Regions from separate parts of the Mus musculus genome. Here all the other regions are linked to region 1. A link is a contact called in public HiCAR-type and HiChIP or PLAC-seq data. All regions are on one chromosome and are shown on one strand. Each heading gives the region's core, a stretch centred on a gene start, on an enhancer-like site or on the middle of the called end of the contact. The rest is flanking DNA. Distances are from core to core; before and after follow the strand shown. Region 1 holds the start of Gna13 (guanine nucleotide binding protein, alpha 13). Region 2 holds the start of Pitpnc1 (phosphatidylinositol transfer protein, cytoplasmic 1). Region 3 holds the start of Helz (helicase with zinc finger domain). Region 4 holds the start of Cacng4 (calcium channel, voltage-dependent, gamma subunit 4). Region 5 overlaps Prkca (protein kinase C, alpha). Region 6 overlaps Prkca (protein kinase C, alpha). Region 7 overlaps Prkca (protein kinase C, alpha).

The links. HiCAR-type assays count read pairs that join an accessible place to other places. HiChIP or PLAC-seq counts read pairs in DNA pulled down with a chosen protein or histone mark.
Region 2: a contact with region 1 is called in an H3K27ac HiChIP or PLAC-seq map of embryonic stem cells, with 7 times the contacts expected there. The contact joins the promoter of Pitpnc1 here to the promoter of Gna13 in region 1. A contact is called at or near these places in 4 of 39 promoter capture datasets (embryonic stem cells, erythroid cells, hippocampal neurons and 1 more), 4 of 115 datasets of contacts at active chromatin or transcription factors (astrocytes, embryonic stem cells, extraembryonic endoderm stem cells and 1 more) and 1 of 9 other capture datasets (adipose tissue).
Region 3: a contact with region 1 is called in an H3K4me3 HiChIP or PLAC-seq map of embryonic stem cells, with 10 times the contacts expected there. The contact joins the promoter of Helz here to the promoter of Gna13 in region 1. A contact is called at or near these places in 5 of 39 promoter capture datasets (the C10 cell line, embryonic stem cells, liver and 1 more), 2 of 484 Hi-C or Micro-C datasets (both in embryonic stem cells) and 6 of 115 datasets of contacts at active chromatin or transcription factors (embryonic stem cells and extraembryonic endoderm stem cells).
Region 4: an H3K27ac HiChIP or PLAC-seq map of embryonic stem cells shows a contact between it and region 1, with 6 times the contacts expected there. The contact joins the promoter of Cacng4 here to the promoter of Gna13 in region 1. A contact is called at or near these places in 2 of 39 promoter capture datasets (both in embryonic stem cells) and 4 of 115 datasets of contacts at active chromatin or transcription factors (astrocytes, embryonic stem cells and forebrain).
Region 5: a HiCAR-type map of astrocytes shows a contact between it and region 1, with 6 times the contacts expected there. The contact joins the enhancer-like site here to the promoter of Gna13 in region 1. A contact is called at or near these places in 2 of 39 promoter capture datasets (the 3T3-L1 cell line and hippocampal neurons) and 3 of 115 datasets of contacts at active chromatin or transcription factors (astrocytes, epiblast stem cells and large pre-B cells).
Region 6: an H3K27ac HiChIP or PLAC-seq map of microglia shows a contact between it and region 1, with 6 times the contacts expected there. The contact joins the enhancer-like site here to the promoter of Gna13 in region 1. A contact is called at or near these places in 2 of 39 promoter capture datasets (the 3T3-L1 cell line and pre-B cells) and 5 of 115 datasets of contacts at active chromatin or transcription factors (the 230-238 cell line, astrocytes, kidney and 2 more).
Region 7: a contact with region 1 is called in an H3K4me3 HiChIP or PLAC-seq map of pro-B cells, with 5 times the contacts expected there. The contact joins the enhancer-like site here to the promoter of Gna13 in region 1. A contact is called at or near these places in 1 of 39 promoter capture datasets (pre-B cells) and 5 of 115 datasets of contacts at active chromatin or transcription factors (astrocytes, extraembryonic endoderm stem cells, kidney and 2 more).

The regions. Positions count from the first base shown.
Region 1 is chr11:109,361,426-109,364,099 of GRCm38.p6, forward strand. It overlaps Gna13 (guanine nucleotide binding protein, alpha 13), which reads left to right and starts at 1,369. Exons shown (of 4, transcript NM_010303.3): 1 at 1,369-1,831. The coding sequence starts at 1,549. It overlaps Gm11696 (predicted gene 11696), which reads right to left and starts at 2,229. Exons shown (of 2, transcript NR_038097.1): 1 at 1,681-2,229.
Region 2 is chr11:107,469,347-107,472,020 of GRCm38.p6, forward strand. Pitpnc1 (phosphatidylinositol transfer protein, cytoplasmic 1) reads right to left here and starts at 1,374. Exons shown (of 9, transcript NM_001359616.1): 1 at 545-1,374. The coding sequence starts at 592.
Region 3 is chr11:107,546,555-107,549,228 of GRCm38.p6, forward strand. It overlaps Helz (helicase with zinc finger domain), which reads left to right and starts at 1,379. Exons shown (of 33, transcript NM_001368755.1): 1 at 1,379-1,427. Gm39426 (a long non-coding RNA gene) reads right to left here and starts at 1,440. Exons shown (of 3, transcript XR_003949607.1): 1 at 1,367-1,440; 2 at 228-469; 3 at 1-113.
Region 4 is chr11:107,793,397-107,796,070 of GRCm38.p6, forward strand. Cacng4 (calcium channel, voltage-dependent, gamma subunit 4) reads right to left here and starts at 1,310. Exons shown (of 4, transcript NM_019431.4): 1 at 849-1,310. The coding sequence starts at 1,068. Gm11650 (predicted gene 11650) reads left to right here and starts at 476. Exons shown (of 2, transcript NR_165828.1): 1 at 476-569; 2 at 1,542-2,457.
Region 5 is chr11:108,024,576-108,027,249 of GRCm38.p6, forward strand. All of the region lies in intron 5 of Prkca (protein kinase C, alpha), which reads right to left. Among named protein-coding and RNA genes, the nearest start is that of Mir7223, 29 kb to the left of the region's middle. Within about 2 kb of position 1,371, at least 53 of the 459 cell types and tissues checked have an H3K27ac peak or open chromatin away from gene starts, as enhancers often do. A contact at or near this core is called in astrocytes, where this site is marked.
Region 6 is chr11:108,247,162-108,249,835 of GRCm38.p6, forward strand. The region is part of intron 2 of Prkca (protein kinase C, alpha); the gene reads right to left. Among named protein-coding and RNA genes, the nearest start is that of Gm11655, 76 kb to the left of the region's middle. Within about 2 kb of position 1,335, at least 99 of the 459 cell types and tissues checked have an H3K27ac peak or open chromatin away from gene starts, as enhancers often do. A contact at or near this core is called in the 230-238 cell line, microglia and pre-B cells, where this site is marked.
Region 7 is chr11:108,267,588-108,270,261 of GRCm38.p6, forward strand. The region is part of intron 2 of Prkca (protein kinase C, alpha); the gene reads right to left. Among named protein-coding and RNA genes, the nearest start is that of Prkca, 75 kb to the right of the region's middle. Within about 2 kb of position 1,319, at least 99 of the 459 cell types and tissues checked have an H3K27ac peak or open chromatin away from gene starts, as enhancers often do. A contact at or near this core is called in astrocytes, pre-B cells and pro-B cells, where this site is marked.

The sequences.
Region 1 (2,674 bases), core at 119-2,618:
CAGCCAGTGTAGTGAGTGAGTCGTGAGCTACCCAGTCATTGGCCCAAATGGACAGTAACTGATGGACTGACTTATAGTGCTGGTTTTTAAAATTTTAAACTTGTGCATGTCACGGTGTTGACCTCTTTACCCCAACTCCCTAACACACAGGAAGTTCCCAAGTTGCACACGAGTCAGGTCCCAGGAGCAAAACCAGACAGGCATCAACTTTGAAACTGACAAGAATGAAGAAGTTGGCTTCTGAGGTCCTTGCTACAGTCATTCAGCTGTCACTAGTCACGTGTTCCCCAGGAGTCTCTTTTTCAGGTGTTCTGGCCTGATCTGCTGGTATGACAGAAAAAAAAAAGTTTCTTGTCTGTCATATCCTCTGTAATCCGGCAGGAAACCCAAAATGTGCCTGCTGCAGTCCTAGGCTGAGCGCTTATCTGCTTCCTTGGGAAGAACGTGCATCAGAGTGTCCGGTTTAGGGGGATTTTCAACATGACCTCACCCTCTCCACCATTCACTGACCTCAGAAGGCATTACCCAAGTCACAAGTGCAGCTCGGATGGGAATCTAATGAGTGAGCCAGCCGCCAGCGACCTTCCTGGCACATCTCACGAGAACATCAACTCCAACTTCCCCTCAAACCAGGGCAGGTTATCAATAGTGCCCTGAGCTGCTAGGGTGAGGTGTTGATCAATAACGACATCTGACATCTACTTATCCTTCCAGATTCGGGATGGTTAGGATGACAAGGGGGCGGGGAAGGGTCGCTGCTAATTAAACGCACGATCTTGAAGGAAAGCTCTTGCCTGCCGGTAATACCAGAAACGGACAGGGAGGCTGAAGCAAGACGATTGTCACAAATTTAAGCCAACTTGGGCCGCAGGGATCTTGTCTCAAGAGTTAAAACAAAACAAAACAAAACAAGGCAAACTGTAACGAAGGAAGGCTTGCACTGGTCGGGTGCGGGGATGTCCCAGCCAATGGTCTCAAAATAGGTCGCGTGAAGGTGACAGCAAGCGGCGGGCGAGTAACTATGGGAAAGGGCAGTGGGATCTGTAGTGAGAAAGATGCCCCAGCGGAAAGGGGTCAGGATGGGCTTTGCTTACTCGCCTCGGGGCTCCGGGAAGCGGTGGCACTAAAGGGAAACAGAAACTCTGGATCCGCAGGCGCGCGCGCCCAGCCTGGCCCACGTGACCCGGGCTCCGCCGCTCTCCGAGCGCGCTCCCGGCTGCACAGGAGCGCGTGACTCCCGCCGCTGCCGCTCCCTCCTCCGCTCGGCGTGCCTGCGTGCGCGTACCCGAAAGGCAGCGGGCACGCGCACGCCCAGAGGGCCGCCGCCCCTCCCCGGGCCCGCCCTCCCTCCCTCCCTCCCTCCCTCCCACCCTCCCCCGGCCGGCGCGGCCCGCCCTGGCGAGTCAGTCCTCGGGTTCCCTCCCTCCCCGGGCGCGCTCGGGCCGCCGCTGCGCTCCCCGCCCTCCAGCCGCCTTGCCGGAGCCGCCCGCTGCCGGAGGAGGAGGTGGAGGAGCCGCAGGGGCCCGCCGAGGCGGCGGCGGCGGCAAGATGGCGGACTTCCTGCCGTCGCGCTCCGTGCTGTCCGTGTGCTTCCCGGGCTGCGTGCTGACGAACGGCGAGGCCGAGCAGCAGCGCAAGTCCAAGGAGATCGACAAATGCCTGTCGCGGGAGAAGACCTACGTGAAGCGGCTGGTGAAGATCCTGCTGCTGGGCGCGGGCGAGAGCGGCAAGTCCACCTTCCTGAAGCAGATGCGGATCATCCACGGCCAGGACTTCGACCAGCGCGCGCGCGAGGAGTTCCGCCCCACCATCTACAGCAACGTGATCAAAGGTGCGGGGCGCGGCGGGGCTCGGGGACCCCTGGGGAGCCGGGCCGGGCACCGCCCTCATCCGCCGGGTCCCCAGTCGGAGGAGACCGAACGGGATCAGATCGGACGGGCGAGCGGGTGGGCGCGCCTTGGGCACCGTTCTGTGCGCCCTGTTGCCCTGGTCCCTTCGATCCGGGACGCCCCGCTGTCCCCCCCGTGCTACCCCGGTGAGGGTCACGGTCGGCCCAGCACTCCGCGGCTGGCCTCGCCCCCTCCAAGAGGGAAGTGCGGCGAGTAGGGTGACTCGGGGCAGCGGGGCAACTTGTGTCCTCCCTGCACTCCGGGCAAGACCACCCATCAGTAGCCCCAGGTCCTACACTCCCTATCCCTTCCTATCCTTCTTTCCTTTCTGCCCGTCCCTGGTGGGTGACCCTAGTAACCGGGTATGTTACCCTTCCAGCTTTGGGCTTCCTAGGCCACCTCTTGACTTAAGCAAGTTCTGGAACGGTTGTAATGAGGAAACTTTTTTTTTTTTTTTTTTTTTTTTTTTACCCTGAGACTCTTGTCAAGGGCATAGAGTGACAGCCTCTAGAGCCTTTTGGGGCAAGAGTATGAAACTCACGTTTACTGAACTGGCATCAGGAAAGTCTATTAAAAAAAATTAGCGCGAGTGGTTTTATCGGCTCATTGCTACAGGATGTTTGTAATCACAGTTCAACATGTTGCACACTTTTTTTTTTCTTAATAACTCGAGACAGGAGAAAAAAACAGTATCATTTCATATCATTTCTAATGCTTTCATGAATTTATGTTTAAATACATGTGCTGGACTGCATGGTGGGCTTCACAAATCCTGTTGAACAGTA
Region 2 (2,674 bases), core at 124-2,623, 1.9 Mb before region 1:
CGGAGGGAGCCTGGATGCTCGGCTGGGCAGGAGCCAGCGCCTAGACCGGAGGCGACAAGAAGTCGGGTTCTAAACGGACCCTCTCCAGGCCTCCCACATGCCCCCAAGGCGGGACTCTGGTCTGCAGATCCCACCCGCGCGGAATTTGTCCCTGCAAGCCCACCTTGTAAAGAGGACATGGGGACAGTGGCTACCACCACGGCCGGTTACCCCGATACTCCGGCTGCAGAGCATGCTTGGGCTCTTATACTCTGTGCATTTGCTTAATTGGAGGGAGGGGGCGCAACAGCTCCCTGTGACGCATTGTGGTCCCCAGGAATCTGATTCTAGATGTCCCCGAAGAGCTCACCTGGACTCCCCCGCCCCACCCCCACGCCGCCTTTCCTCTGCTGGGGTGACGAGTGGGAACAGCGAATCCCCTGCCTCCTCCCCCTCCAGCCTCCAGGTTTGGGCGCCAGGGTTTCCCCGCCGCACGCAGTGGACCCGCCGGCCGAGTGGTGGCGGCTGGGGACCCGGAGCGGGCGAGGCCGGGCGCGGTGCCTACCTCGTCCACGGTGAGCGGCATGCAGATTCGGTACTCCTTGAGCAGCATGTTCCTGCCGGCCGCAGACCTCGGGAAAGAAGGGGGCGTCCCAACAGATGAGCAAGGCTGGAGCCCAGAGGAGGGCAAAGACGCTGGGAACCGGCAAGCGAAGCAGCCCCGGTGGTGCGCTCAGCTCCTAACTGCCTCCGGTCCGCCCCGGAGCATGTCAAGCTTCGGGTCCCGGTGTCTGTGACTCCCCCGCCTCCTTCCTCGCAGAGATCAGCCCTCTCGGTATTGCAAAGTCAGGCACTGAGGGAGGGAGACCCGCGGGAGACAGCTCGGATCAGCAGCCCCGGGCTGGTAGGCGCGGCCACCAGATCAGGACATGCCCGGCGGCGGGCAAGAGAGGCAAAAGGAGGAGGAAAAGGGATTTCCACAAATTCAAACAAACGCACAAAAGTCTCCTCTGGATCCTCCTCCGAAAGCAGAGCTGAACCTGGCGAGCCCCCTTTTTCTCCTACCCGTCTACCGTGGGTTAATGTCACCAGGAACACATTGCCGCGGGAGCAGGCGATGCTGACTTTCCAAACAAAGGCTCGATGGGCTCCTCTCCCCGGGCGGTAAACAAGATTTCCTGCTCTTTTTTAGGGCCAGTCCCCGAGTCTCTCCGGAGCTCAGCTGAGAGAGAAAAGGGAAGCCGCAGCCGCCAAGGCTCTGCCCTGCTCTGGGCCCCGGGTGTCTTCAACCTAGGCGGTTGGCTGCCAGCGGCTTGCGCGCGTCCCCTCCCCCGAGTCCCTCGGCTCTGAGAGCGCCGTGCGTGCCCGTGAGTTTGCAGCCACCTCGCCGCGACTGGAGAGTCCGCGCCGAGCTGCAGTGTGCCTGGGGCAGGGAGGTGGGTGCGGGAGGAGCGAGAGCGACGAGGCTGACATCAGCAGCGGCCGCGGCGGGGAGGGTAGCCCCATCCGGCCAATGGGGAAATGGCAAAGAATGTGGAGGATTTAAACAAAACAGCATGTCTCTCCCGTCTGCTGCCAGACGCCAGGGCTGTCCCAGAACCTAGAACAGCTAACGCAAAGAGAACAGAGAATCGCAAAGAAGCTATCCTGGACTCTTACAACGTTGGATCTGTTTTCAAATGTAACCTGGGTGCCATAGGGCTCTCTACTTAGTCGCTTTGGAAACCGTTTCCAAAGTGCACTAGTGCCCCTTGACTTTGGGGCTGGGGGCGTGTTTACAAATGCTCACAGCGAACATTTTTTTCTCTCTGATGGAGTAAGCAAGGCCGGAGCAAGAGAAATGATGGTTTTAGAATGGGTTTTTCTAACATGCTCTCAAGGCGGAGTTCTGCAGCAGTGTTGGTGAAAACAGAGTAAAAATGCGTGCGCGCTCGCAACCACACACACACACACACACACACACAGAGAGAGAGAGAGAGAGAGAGAGAGAGAGAGAGAAGCATTGCCTGCTACCTCTTTCTCCCTGGCTCTCTGCAATCCCAACTGCAGGCTTCCCAGAGCAGAAAGAATAGGTTTTCGTGTCAGCACTCCTAAGTTCAAAAAGTCACAGTGAAATGTCAATAAAAATGCCCGGGGTGTTGGTATTTCATCCATATTAAACAGATCTCTCATTTTAACCACAAGAAGCACATTCTTTAGTTACTCAGGAAGCAGCATGTAACTGCTGAAGTCTGGTTTTCATTTGTCTGGCATTCGGTTTTGGTTTGTTTTTTTTTTTTTTTTTTTTTTTTTTTAGCTTGTTTTCCTAAAAATGGAGGAAAAAAGTGCATCCACTGCCTATAGGAGGATAATGTGTAAACATCACTGGCTCTCAAACATAGATGCATATGTTCACACAAACGTGTGTGTGTGTGTGTGTGTGTGTGTGCATTTGTGAGTTCTGGAGACCCACATTCACCCATAGAGCTTGCATTGGGCAATGCAGACTCTGCAGGCCTCAATGGTATAGTATGTTAAAATGATGCTCAATAAGTCACTAATCAACATAATGAGGGTGGGCTCTGGCTAATGTTGTCCAGATGACCCAAGTTTAGAGCTCAGGGAACATGATCCAGCCTGCTAGGAAAATGACACCCTAAACATAGCTTATATTCTGGTAAAGAAAGAAAGAAAGAAAGAAAGAAAGAAAGAAAGA
Region 3 (2,674 bases), core at 129-2,628, 1.8 Mb before region 1:
CTAAAGCTAAACAACAGGATCTACCCGGAAGTCTCGGAGCATTTTCTTTTGGACACAAATCTTGCTCCGGGGAGGCGAGCATCTAGAGGTCCTCAAACTCAGCAGTGCTGACACTGGAGGAAGAGAATGTATAGGGTGGGGGTGGGGAGTTAATGAACAGACCTACATTTCTGGCAGGACTAGGGCTGCAAGGAGCTGGTACTTCATGGAGCAAAAGGGGTGGTCACCTGAGCTAGGTGTTGCTCGCCTGAAGCAACGCGGGAGGGGCGGGGAAAGCGCTGGGCTTGTCTTGCAACCAGAAAGCAGATGCCCGCGGGATGCTCGCAAAGGTCTGTTGCCGGCGCACGGTCGCCTCCTACTTCCTGCGTCCTGGTCGCCTCCAAGCCACTCTGGACATCCCCCTCCTCTCTCTGCCCAGAGCCAGCGTGGCGCCCGCCCTCTACCTTGTCCCGCCGCCTGGGGTCGCCGCCTTGTGGGAACAGGACAGTTGAAACGCGGTAGGCACTACCCCCCAACCCACCCGGGGGACCCCCTCCCGGCCCAGGCGCGCATCCACGCCCCACCCGGACTCTGCAGCCGGGTTCTCTTGAGTTACCTGCATGGGGAAGTCACAGTCCACAATTTGGACTCTAACCCGGCTGAATTCTAAAGCCACATTCCTAGGGGAGGGGGTCCTCCGACCTAGAGGGTCGCAGATCACATTACCGGCCAAGAGGAGGGGACCGCGCGAGTAAACTGGGGTAAAAGTTGCATTTAGCTTAACCTTCCCAGATCCCAATTGCAGCTTTGCGGGCGGATTGACTCGGCGTTTCACCGAGTTCCTGGGATCCTAGGGCCCCAGAGTGGCTTCTTAGGATACCGACACTGTCCCCGCGCGCGAGTGCGACATGCCTGGCGGATGCCCCGGGGCGGGAAGCGCGAGCGGTAGCAAGGACCTGGAGCTGGGGGAACCGCTCGCAGGCGTGCGCATTCATGCGCTCATGCATCCCTGCATACATCTATGCATCCGCTAGCCGGCTCACACACCACCCGCGTCCGGGACACGCCGTGTTGATTGAATGCAGGAGTAGGGTATCTGGCTACTAGGGCAGGATCGCGGCGGGGCAGACAGCAGCTCGCGTAAGGAATGGGGGAGATAGGGACGGGGGTGGGGGGAAGAGAGAGCACCCCAAAGGCACAGTTGGAAAACTGGGTGTGTGAGTAGGGGTGTTCCTTGAGAAGTCTCGCAGGCGCTGAAGGGGGCCGGGCGGGCCTCTGGGGCCAACTTTCCGGAGGGAGGTGCAGCCGGAGGGGGCGGCGCCGGCGGCGGGAGGCGGGAGTCGGGGGCCGAGGGGGGGGGGGAGTCACTTTAAAGGCTCTTTCTTACCCATAATGCTTTGTGGGGACGTTGACAAGTGGATCCAAGATGGCGTAGAAAGTAATGACAGGTAAGTCCTGACTTCCCCGTTCTCCGCTGCCCGGGTCGCTTCAGGAGCCTCCAGAGCCATCCGGGGAGAGGCCCGGACTCTCCTCGGGTGCTCCGGGTCCGGGACAGCGCGGCCCCGGGGACAGCGGGGGATCCCGCCGGCCGCCGGCAGGGCCTGGGGAGCGGGGCTCTCTCAGAGGCGAGGCCCGGACGCTGGAGCTGTTTACTGTTTCTTCCCCTCCTCAATCTCCTTTTCCCTCCGCTGGGGGGCTGAGGTGCCAGGGACCCAGGCGGTGGCCCGAGGGTCCTTGCACACGCCCGAGGTTCGGGGGGACCCGGGAGCCCGCGCGAGGCTGCTCCGGCACGGGCCGACCCTGGGGTCCCCGCACGCCCCGCGCCCCAGGGTCGCGGCTTAGGGTGGGGAGCGGGCGGCCTCCCACGCCGCGCGCGGTGCAGCCCTCCGGGTTAGCATTTCCACCCAGGGTGGGGCGGCGACCCCAGGGCAGGGGACAGCACGAAAGTGGGTCAGGGGGCGCCCCTCCCCAGCAGAGGGCTCTGCTCAAGATTCACTGTGGTCCCCCTCTCCCCGCCCCCCTCCTGGGACATGCGTGGCCCGTGAGCACATCTACAAAAACAAATGCACAGTCTCTTCCTGGAGGTGTCTCCAAAGGCCCCTTTCTTTCCTTCTCTCTCTTTACCCTCAAGGGCTCGGACACATAGTCCTAAGTAGGAACTGTGATTTCTCTCCCCAAAATGAGTTGAGTCTTCTGCCCCCTGGCCTTTGCTGAGGGTCCTCACAGACAGGGCTGGAAGCCAGAGCCTTCAGATTCCTTTTGGGTTGGGAACCTTGTTTTTTTTTTTTTTTTTTTTTTTTTTTGTTGAGCTCCGAAATTGGCATCCTTTCTCCCTTGCAAAGTTACACTTTTTAGACAAGCCATTAGGATAATCAGAAGTGTAACTTCAGAGATAGTGGATGCCGGGAGCAGCCGGGGGAAGAGGGAGACGTTATCTGGCCTAGTTTGTTCTTGATTTTGCTCTCTTCACTCATATGAATAGCTTTTTTCCCCCCCTCCTTGATTTTTTTCTCCCTTCTTTTATTTTTGAAAGTAAGACTAATCAGTGTAGAATAGATGAGTTTATTATGTTTAAGGTTGAAGACTATTTTCTAATCTGTTGCTGAAAGAAAATATTTTCAATTTTAGGTAAAAGAAGCAAATTTTTTTCCCCTCCAAAGCTTCATCCTGTATCTTTTTTTTTTTTTTTTTTAAA
Region 4 (2,674 bases), core at 60-2,559, 1.6 Mb before region 1:
TGTATACTAGGGGGGTCACAGAGCCCCGCCCTGCCCTAACAGCGACCACGCCCCTCCCAGCCCACTCTTGGTCCGCTGTTGACTCTCCTCTCCCCAGTTTGGTTCCTACGGAGGTCTCTTGCCGACTTCGTGCTGAGGGGCAGTGACCCAGGGCTTGCTGCCTCAGTTACGGGAGACGCGGCGCGGTTCCCCTCTTGTACCCATCGCGCAGAGAGGAGTGAGTCTGTGGTGTCAGGGATCAAGAGAAGGCCGGCCGGCTGGAGCTACCTGGCTCCCCCAGAACCGCTTGGGGCCCAACCTGTACCCCGCCCTTACCCTCTCAGTTGGGGGCTTGGAGTGAGCGCCTAGCTGCCCCGGGGCTCCCCGCCCCCGGCCGGCCCCGCCCCAGGATGGCCAGTTCCCATAGCAATCGCACAGACACCGGTTGCCAAGCAACCCCTCCCCCTCCTCCCGCGTCCGCTTTCCCCCCAACCCTAGACTCCTCCCGCCCCCACGCCAGCCTCCACCTCCCCCAGGGGCGCCGGCGAGGCCCCTGGGGATCGCTCCGCTCTCGGGTTGCGCGCGCGTGCGTGAGTTTCTGTGTGTTTCATTGTGTCTGTGCGCGAGGGGGTGTGCGCGTGCGAGCCGAGAGTTTGTGGGATCGGTGTGTTGGGGAGGTCCCCAGCCTAGAGGGACCCGAGGCTGCTGCGCCCGTGTCCACTCGGGAACCCACCCTCCCAGCTTTAGGTTCTTTGTGTCTCGCGTGGAGCCAGCGCCGCGCCCACCCCTCCCCCGGCCCACTCCCCGGGGCAATGTGTGCGTGTGCATGTGTGCGTGTTATGTGTGTGCGTTGGGGGTAGGGGTCCTACCTTCGATGCAACACACCCGCCACAGTCCCGAATGGGTGAGGTCGCCGCGAGCGCGGCGGGGCGGGGGCCCGTCGTCCATGGTCAGGTTGGTGCCGTTGCAGATGTGCGCGCTGGAGTACAGCCAGTAGTCGGTGCCGATGGCGATGGCCATGAGCGAGAAGGCGGCGAAGGCTCCGGCCGTGGTCAGCAGCATCTGCAGCCCGCGGTCGCATCGCACCATGGTGGGCGCCTCATAGTCCGCCGCCCGCCGGCCCGGCCCGCCGCGCCCGCCCGCCCTCCTCCCTCGGCGCGCGGCTCCGGGGGCTCCAGGGGCTGGGGGGCCGAGGGCCGGGGGGCGGCGCCGCGCTGCGCGCTCCGACCCCGCGCCCCGGGCGTGCCTGCGCTCCGGCTGCGCGGGGCTCAAACTCCGAGGCGCGGCGGCGAGTGAGGGCTGCGCGGGCTACGCGGGCCGCCGGGCGGGCTGGCGGCGGCGGCAGCGGCGGCGGTGGCGGCCGGGGGCTCCTCCCTCTCGGCCCGCCCTCCCCTCCGCTCTTGGCCCGCGCCCTCCGCGCCTCCACCCACCGCCCGCCGCCCGGCGCGCTCTCTCGGCGCCGCCCCTCCGCCTCTGGCCCCGCGCTCGCTCTCCCACGGCCGGGATTTTCCCTCCCCTCTCTCCCCTCCCTGCGCTCACGCGCGCTCTCTTTTCTCTCCCAGGCTTCATTCACATTATCAGAGCGAAGGAAGCCGAGGGAAAGAAAGATTGGTTCCCTGGAAGGACCCCGGGGAAGCTGCGTCTCCAGTCACCTCTCTTTCCAACCCGGGACAGCCAGGATCTCCTTAGTCCCCAGGATTCTGTATCCCATTCTGTGGGATGGAGATTGCGTCCCCTTTCCTTCTTTCCCCACGGCCTTATGGCTGTACCTGGTTATGAAGGTCTAGGCAGGGATGTACTGTGAGACTCCTCGCGTTTCCAAAGGGCCCAGATGTGGGTCACAGACGGGAGACATTCTTTATGGGCCAAGCCAGATGAAGATCACCTCCATTTCAACCGAAGCAAGCCAAGGGGTTCTAGCAGGCACTGGGGAGCTCTGGACTTCTTCGAAGGGGGACTGAGGATGTGACACACTACAGTCACACTTCTGATAGTCCATTGCTGATAGAGGCAGGAACACCAGCAACTACATTGTAGCCTCCAGCTGTTTCTTCTCCCTGTCCTTCTCTGAACCTTTACTTTTTCTCCGGTTGGCTCTTCCTCAGCCTAACCGGCTCTTCCTCACCTCCCCTTAACCTTGTCAGACTCTGCCTCGGGGCCTCTGGCCTCTTCCCTTAATTGCTTTTGGTGCTGGCAGGGTCCCAAGCTGGATACACTCCGAGCTCCTTGGAGCCAGGCTCCTTCCTTGCCACCCAGTTCCCCTCCTCCCCTGCAGGAGGCCTGAAACCCACGGGGGGGGGGGGAACTCAGGCCATTTCTTACACCCTTGTCCCTGTTGCATCCTCGAGGGTTGTTCTGTGGGCTGCTGTTCTGACCCCCTGGGATTGAAAGAGACACATGGAAAGCTGCTGCCCTTGCAATTTTACCTCCCGGGCCACTTTCCCAGCTTTCCTCAGAGAAAATAAATGAATGACCCCAGCCTCAGAGCACTCACTGTTCTTCCTCTCTGGAGAGTGTGAGCTCCCCCCTCGTATATAGCCGTGTGTGGTAGCAATGTGCAAATGTTTGCCCTGGGAAAAATTATCTTTTGCTGGGAGAAGGGAATATAAACAAATAGAAAAAAAAAACCAGAATAATAAAATGTGAGGGCCAGGCTGACTAGCCCAATCAGCGTTGCTGGCCTTTTCCTCTGCCT
Region 5 (2,674 bases), core at 121-2,620, 1.3 Mb before region 1:
GGTGATTAGGTCAGGAGAATGGGCCCCTCATGGATGAGATTTGTGCCCGTATAAAGTAGGTTTTAGGGAGCTTGCTAGCTTTTCCCACCGTGTGAGGACCCAATGAGAAGGCATTATTTCAGGATCAGGAAATGGGTTCCCCATGGGTACAGCAGCTGCCAGTTTCTTGAACTTGATCTTCCCAGCCTGAGTCCCACATTCCTGTTGTCTATCAGCTACAGTACCATGTGACAGAGGCCTGAGTGGAGCAAAGCCACCAGGGAGTTGAGAGTGACCTAGACAGTGTGGAACAAGAACCTGCTGGGGCTTGATATTGGGTAAGAACTGCAAATGAGGGTGCTGGTCCAGGGTGGTCACGTCATATTCTCCTTAGTGTGAATGTGAGTCCTCCATGAACTGGCACCCAAGAGCAGTCAACTCTGTCCAGATAGAGGCAAGTGATTCTTTCTTCAAGCAAGTGACAAGGTAGAGTTGACACTCTGTAGAGGAATGCATTGGACTGTGTGATGTGAGGCAGGAAGAGATGACATCCTCCTCTCGGGAGCAGGGTACCACTGAGAGATTTCTCATCAACACTCCAGTGGCACTTGGACTCTGTGTCTAGAGGTCTGATCTTGAAACTAATAATAGTCTAATAGCCAGAGTATCCCACCATTCACTTCAACAAATACTTTTTATTTGCTTTTTATTTTTATTTTGTGTTTTTTTTGAGACATAAGCTTGCTACATAGCCTAGGCTGGCCTTGAACCCGCCATCGTCATACTCTGCCTTCCCATGGCTAGGTTTACAAGCAGGTACAAACACATCATGCTGTAGTCTTCAGCATGCTCCATCCTCTGATTTACCAAGCCAATAGTGGTATAACTTCAGAGCCGACACTGGTTTCAACTGACTGGTTAAGGAAGTCAAATATCTTATTCCACTCAACCTGTCACATGCAGGACTGACACATGATTCCCAAAGACTCACGGGTTACTCTCCTCTCGACTGTTTTGAACACCTACCACCGAGCATAGCAGCATGGGGAAGTTATCTGCCACACACACGGGTCTCCATACAACCTTTGCCCTGTGATTCTGGGTTCATGCTGTCCCATCCCTGGGCACACCCTATCTGGAACACAACCCTGTTCTCTGGCTTTCCAGCCTCCTGCTAGCCCTGTCTATCAGATCTCCACAGGCTGACAGAAACACGGGGACAGGGACAAAACACTTCCTCCCCAGGCATCTCCCCAGGGTCAACACAGGGCAAGGCAAAAGCCACGCAGGCCAGATTCTTGGATTCTGACAGGAGCTGGAGTGGGCAAGGCCTTTCGAGGCTCTCACTTTGAGCTGCAGTTCACAGAGTGTCCATTTGGAGGGACTCCAACACAAGGGAAAAACCAAACAGGCCTTTTTCCAAGGAGACTCAATTCAGGCCAAAAGGAGCCAAGTGCTTTCCCAGAAGACATCAAATGATTTGAAGAGTCTCAGAGTGCTCAAAGACTAAGGGACATAAAATGTATTGTTAGTTTTCAGGAAGAAAATATGCCATGCAGGGCCATTTGCTCCACATTTCTAGGGCAACCATTACACATGGAGCTTTGCTGGGTTTCACCCAATGAGATGCAAAGGCATCTTCAGCAAAGAACAATTGTAGATGAGGCATCAACAAATGAGACGTGGGTCACTTGGAGGGTCTTGGCTGTCTGGCTTGCTGCATTTGCTCTAATCACACTGCACCAAGCTTGCGGATGCTGTCTGTGGTCACGAGCACGGACTCTGATTTGATCTCATTTGTGCTAATAAACAATGACTCACAAATTCTATGATCTTAGTTTCCTTATGGCCAGAGTCAAGGGCAAGAAGAGCGAGCAACACTGAGAATATACCCACCTTGTGTGACCACAAACCTGAATTCAAGGACTTAAGAAGTACATTGTTTAAAAACACATTCACTGAATGTTCTGCTGTCTAAACCCACTACTTTGTCACAAGGGTGGCTTTCTGCCCCAGTAAATCCAGTGTCCCCAAATGGTGAGTCAGCAACTACTCAATCAAAGTCAGCTAAAGAATTTAATGAGCGTGGTATGCACAGTCAGTTCATGCTCCCTCCTTCCTTCCCTCCCTCCCCCTCTCTCTTCCCCTCCCTCCCTCTCTCTCTTCCCCTCCCTCCCCCTCTCTTCCCCTCCCCCCCTCTCTCTCTTCCCCTCTCTTCTCCTTTCGTCCTACTCTGTCTCCTTTCTTCAACTTTGAGACATAGTCTTACTGTATAGCCCTGTTTCCCTTTTAATATAGCCTCCTCTTGCATACACTAAGTACTCCAATAACACGTATGTTATCTGCTAATATTCTATAATTCCAAAGTAGATGACTGTGAAAAATATTTGCTAGTTGTGGGAGACAGATAAGATCTGCATATAAACATAGGGAGGCATTGATTTTAAGAAATAATTACTTCTCATTGTAGGGACAATGCATAGTCATCATAAAATAATTTAAATGCACAAAGTATAAAGGCAAAGATTAAAGGCAATTGCACTTCCACCAAAACAGAGGATTGATGCTGACATACTGTTATGCTGATTGACAATTGCTCTCCTGTAAAGACATCTATAGTATAATATTGATTGTTTGATTATAATGTTGGGGATAAAGCCCAGGGTCTTGTATATGCTAGGTAAGCACATTATCA
Region 6 (2,674 bases), core at 85-2,584, 1.1 Mb before region 1:
TTAGGATTATTGCTTCAAGCCTTGGAGCCAACAACAACCACAACAGAACCATCCCTGTTTTCTCACCACTTAGAACATTTTGAGACACATTCTTCTGTCGTGCCTTGAACTTTCATATGTCTATGCCACCTACCCAGCCAGCAATGCTCCACAAATGTGTGCTGAGCTTTGTCAGCTCTGTGCGGGCCTTGCTTGGATAGTTTCATGAGTTCAGCAGAACAAAGCCCTGCCTTGCTCCAATTCTTGACTCATCGAATAGTTATAAGCTGAGGTGTGCTGGGTTCTAGAAACACAGGAATATAATTCAGGGGGTCTAGAACTACAGAGTTATGGTGCAAAGGTACAGCGGGCATCCTCTTGAGCTGAACTGTGTCCCCTAGAACATCTGTATTTTGATACCTAACCTCCTATACTGAAGAAGGTGGCCTTATTTAGAGATAGGGCCTTTTCAATCAAGAGGTAATTGGGCTAAATGAGGTTAAATGAGGTCACAGACGTGGACCCTAATCTGATAGAAAGAGATGAGAAACTTGGCCAGAGCACGCGCAGAAGGCCTTGGCCTCTGTCTGTAAACCACACTGAAATCAATCTGCTAAGAACCCCGGTCTTGGACTTCTAGGCTCTAGGGCTGTGAGAAAATAAACTGCTATCCGTGAAGACCTCAGTGTGTGTGTTCTGTATTACGATAGCCCAAGCAAATGAACCCAATGTGCAAAGTAGGGGACAGAGGAAAGGGCATTTCATGAATAGATTTCCCTGTAATATTGAAAATAGCCCAACATAGCAGAAAGAGAGAGGAGTGAAAGAAAGAAAGAAAGAAAGAAAGAAAGAAAGAAAGAAAGAAAGAAAGAAAGAAAGAAAGAAAGGAAGGAAGAAAGGAAGGAAGAAAAGAAGGACAGAGGCAAGGAAGGAGGGAGGAGGAGGGTGGGCCACCATGGCAAGTTTTTTTTAAGTGAGTATGTATTGTGTGTGTGTGGGTGTGTGGGTGTGTGTGGGGGTCTCTCATTAGCCTGAATCACATACCCTGTACACTAAGCTGGTTAGCCTTTGAGTCCCAGAGATCCTCCTGCCTCCACCTTCCCAGCACTGATGTCACACACTGATGTCACACACTGATGTCACACACTGATGTCACACCACCACACTTGACATTTTCACAGGGGTGCTGGAGATCACATTGAGGTTCTCCTGTTTGCTCCACAAGCTCTCCCCTTGCTGAGCCTCATCTCCAGCTCCCACGACAACCATGGCAAACAGAAAACAACCAGGGGAAAGAGCAGCCCCTTCCATCCAGAGGAAGACTCGACTCTTCTGCACTGCAGTAAGAGCCGGTGAGCACCGGAGACAAACTCTCCGCACCCCAGAGTCTCCTCAGCGTCTCCCTTACTCTCTTTGGCTCAGACAGAAACTTTCACTTCCGCTTCTCTTATCTCATGAGTAAAAATAGGAGAGGGCCGTCCATGGGACCAGGGAGGAGAGGCATGGCATCCAAGATACCAATCCCTGGGTGATTAAGCTGTGTCACTGGACGGTCACTCGTCAGAACGTAAGATTTCCACTCTGAGTGTTAGCTACAAAGGTGACATGTTACCAGCACCAGTGAAAATCACGATCCTCTTTGTAGAGTCAGTTTCCCCCATTAAAGGATGTTTAGAAACCCCAAATGAGGAAAAGAACAGACTACAAAGACCTTGCTGAGTTCTAAGCCTTCAGGCCAAAAAAGACCATATAATTATCTCCTTGGTCCCAAGTGGGTCTTCAAATGATGAAGCTTTGGTTGGGGGTGAGGGTGTGAGTGGGGCAGTTAATGGACAGGATGGCCAGGGTGGACCATACCCATAATCACAGCAAGTTCAGGGTCAGCCTCTGCTACATTAGATCTTGTCTCAAAAAAAAAAAAAAAATCCTACCAGGTATAGCAGTGCACATGTTTAACATCAGTACGAAGGCAGCCAATGACAGGTGGATCTCTGGGAGCTCCAGGCCAGCCTGCTCTACATAGGAAGCTAGGACAGCTGTGACCACATTGTGAGACTCTCTTCTTTAGGGTTAATTATTTCTCACCACCACCCCCCCACACAGACACCCCAGTGCTTAAAAAACCCAGTGTCATAGGTCTCTGGGGTGAGGGGCTGTCTCTCTCTTTACTCCTTCAATAGATCTGTTTGTGGTGCGTTGCTTGAGCTCAGCAAGTGATAGAAACAAGGAAGGTATCAGCCGGTGACTGAGGAGTAAACTGGACAGACCATCTCCCCTGAGAATCCCGCCTCAGTCTCTGGGCTGTATTAAACCGGGCTTGTTTGCAAATGGGCATTTTGCTTTCTGTGTTTTCTGAACTCCTAAGCACCCGGAAATCAGCAAGACACCCCCTTCCCAACCAGGCAAGTTCCTTTGTCATCCTCCATCTTCCTTTCAAATGAGAGGACGCAGATTGGGGGGGGGGGGCAGTAAAACTTCAGGTTCACTGACAATTCTCAGAAGCATGTGCTGAACCATCTGTGCCATCTTCAGAGAGGACTGCAATAAGACGCAGCTGATTAGAGGAACAGGAAATGTGTGTCGTTTGTAAGGTTAAGATGGTTTGAATTTCTGGGCGTTAATTAGTTAAAAGAAGGAGGTTCTCTAAGCATCAAGATAGGAGAGGCTACACAAAGAGTGGTCTGAGGTATCAAGG
Region 7 (2,674 bases), core at 69-2,568, 1.1 Mb before region 1:
CTGGGCGGGAAGGTCCTCCTGCTAAGCCGTACCCCTTGTCTGAAAATTGTCTGCCGCACTGCTAAACAACGGTCAAAATAACAATAGCTCGGATTTGTGGGCATGCCAACAATAAATAAAAGGCAAAATGCATTCGTGGTAAGAACTGTCCCTTGTTTTCTGATGTTCACTGGAGCCAAGGCTAGCTTTTACTCCTCTGCCAGCTCCCCGCTCCCCCGGAGGTGGGGTTGCAGGCTGCACCACACCTGGCTTAGCAAACTCCATATATGCTAAGCAAGCACATCCCTGATGCCAGAATTTGAAAATGGCGTCATATCTTAATTCCACAACACTACTCTGAGCCATCACAAGGCTTGTTTTCTTTGGAAGACTGTTTCTAAATGGCCCTGTGCTCCTCTGGGGCTCGCTGGCTTACCACGTGACTTACCTCCACCCACAGAACAGAAGTCCCAGGAGAACAGTGCTCTCCTGCCCTGTTCACTGCTAAATACTCTGCACTTAGAACCCAGAGGTGCCCGCTGCCGCGTACTGACTATGAGTGATGATTCAAAGACCAGCCGGACATTAGTCACTTTCATCCCCATGGGGACAGATTCTCTTCCAACCTAATAGTTTAGACATAAATCCTTCTTTGCAAAGTCATTCTGACCTCCCTAACTGCCCCCACGTCCCCTTCAGGTCCCAGGGTAGGATCCTGCTGAATGTTGGATGAGCCCAGCCTGATTCCACACTCACTGCAGAGTGACTAAGAACTAAGTCACTGCGACACCTCATGGATGAGCAGAGGCCTCTTTTCTGTGCCTGCTTCCTCAGGTGTCACAGAAACTGATCCACTGAAAGCCCCCCAGTGACCGCTGTCACCACGGTATAAAACACATGTCTTTTGGGCCTCTTCACAATCCTCTCAGCCTCTTTGCCTCTCAGACAGCCAGTTAGCCCTGGAGTCTCCCCCTCCCTGGGGAGTCTCTTCTTGGTACAGGGGCTCAGCAGCCCCTACCAGTGCTCTGGAAAGTGTGTGTGCGCATGTGCATGCGCGTGTGTAACCACATGCTTTGCAGCATGCTAGGGGGCTTCCTGTGAGAAACCATGCTTGATCACACCCTGCTGAAACCCAGGCTTAAATACTTCTATCTCAAGGTATCGATGGACCATTCCTGACAGCAAAGGCCAGCGCCAGAGAGCCCAGATGCAGTCAGTAACTAGAAGCAGGACTGCACCAAGCGGCAGTCTGCCATTCCCTGCACCTCCCCACTCCACAGACCCGCCATGTGCCTATCCTCAGCGACAGCACCACCTGTCAGAGTGATGAGCAACCCCAGAGTGGTTTTACAGAGCCTAGATGGGGAGGACTTAAAAGCCAAACCCATACAGTACCTGGGTTTGTTAGGGGTTACCCATCACTTCCATAGCACCCCGAATCTTGTAACATCATTGGTTCACGTTTCAGATTACCTCAGTCTGGAGTGAGCTGTTGTTATTTCTACCTCACACCAGTATGCAATGTTTGTCTTGCACAACTCCCCCACTGTTTAGTCAACAAAGTGCCTAATGGGCCTGAAAGTGCCTGTCTCCTGCTGGTCTAGGGTGTGTGTGTCTTTCACTTGAGCCACATATGCATCTAAATAGATCAGAAAGCATGCAGTCACCAAAGTGCCTCAGTGGGGGCCTTCCAGTGGTCTCTAAACTCAACAAAACCCTCCATTACACAGTAGAAGGAGCTGAGGTTCTGGCTACTTGGTACGGCCTGTACTTCCCTCTATATGTGGATGTACAGAATTCCTCAGTACAATTACAACATTAAGCCACAGCTATTAATATGCAAAAGTGTGTCTGTTTGTCATCCCAGGTCGCTTAGCTCTTGTAAGCATTTCACAGGGCCGGGAGGCCCTGCTGACTAAACATTTCCCGGATCTGCACAAGCCCCTGCCTCTTTGCACATTAATAAACCTGCTAGAGAATGCATGCAAAATGAAAGGCACTTTTTCAAAGACAGCCCCCGAGAGGCTAAGGTAGTAATAAATGAGGTTAGTTCAGAACCATAGAGGACTCACACAGGCCAAAGCCCCAAATATGGCAAAGCTGAGTGAGCATTCGGAAGACAGTGGCTCTGTCTCAGGACAGCGCCTTTCCTTTTGCTACAGACATGGACGCTGCTAACTGCCGCCTGTACACACGGAAGCACTCTGATGTCACCTTCTCACACAAGCCAGTGCTAACTGCCCAGTCTGTTGAAAAGCAGATTTCCTCGTTCTTTCCCATGACACCACTTGGGTTGCCTTCAACATTGGAAGAGTGCCTGCTTACAGACTATTCCACCAAAGAGGAAGATCAGAATGTATATTTGTACATACACAAGGGAGTGAGAGAGAGAGGTGTGTATGTATTTGTGTATGTGTGTGTGATATAGTGTGTGTACGTGTGTGATGTACGGTGTATGTGTGGTGTGGGTGATATGTGGGGTATGTGTGTATGGTGTGATATGTGGTATGTATGTATGTATGTGTGGTATGTGTATATGTGTATGTGAGCATATGTGTGTATATGTGTGGTATGTATATTATATGATGTGTCTGTGTGATATGTGTATATGAGTATATGGTATCTAGTATATGTATACATGTATGTATTATATGTTGTATGTGTAATATGTGTGTGTGGTGTCTAGTGTGTGTAT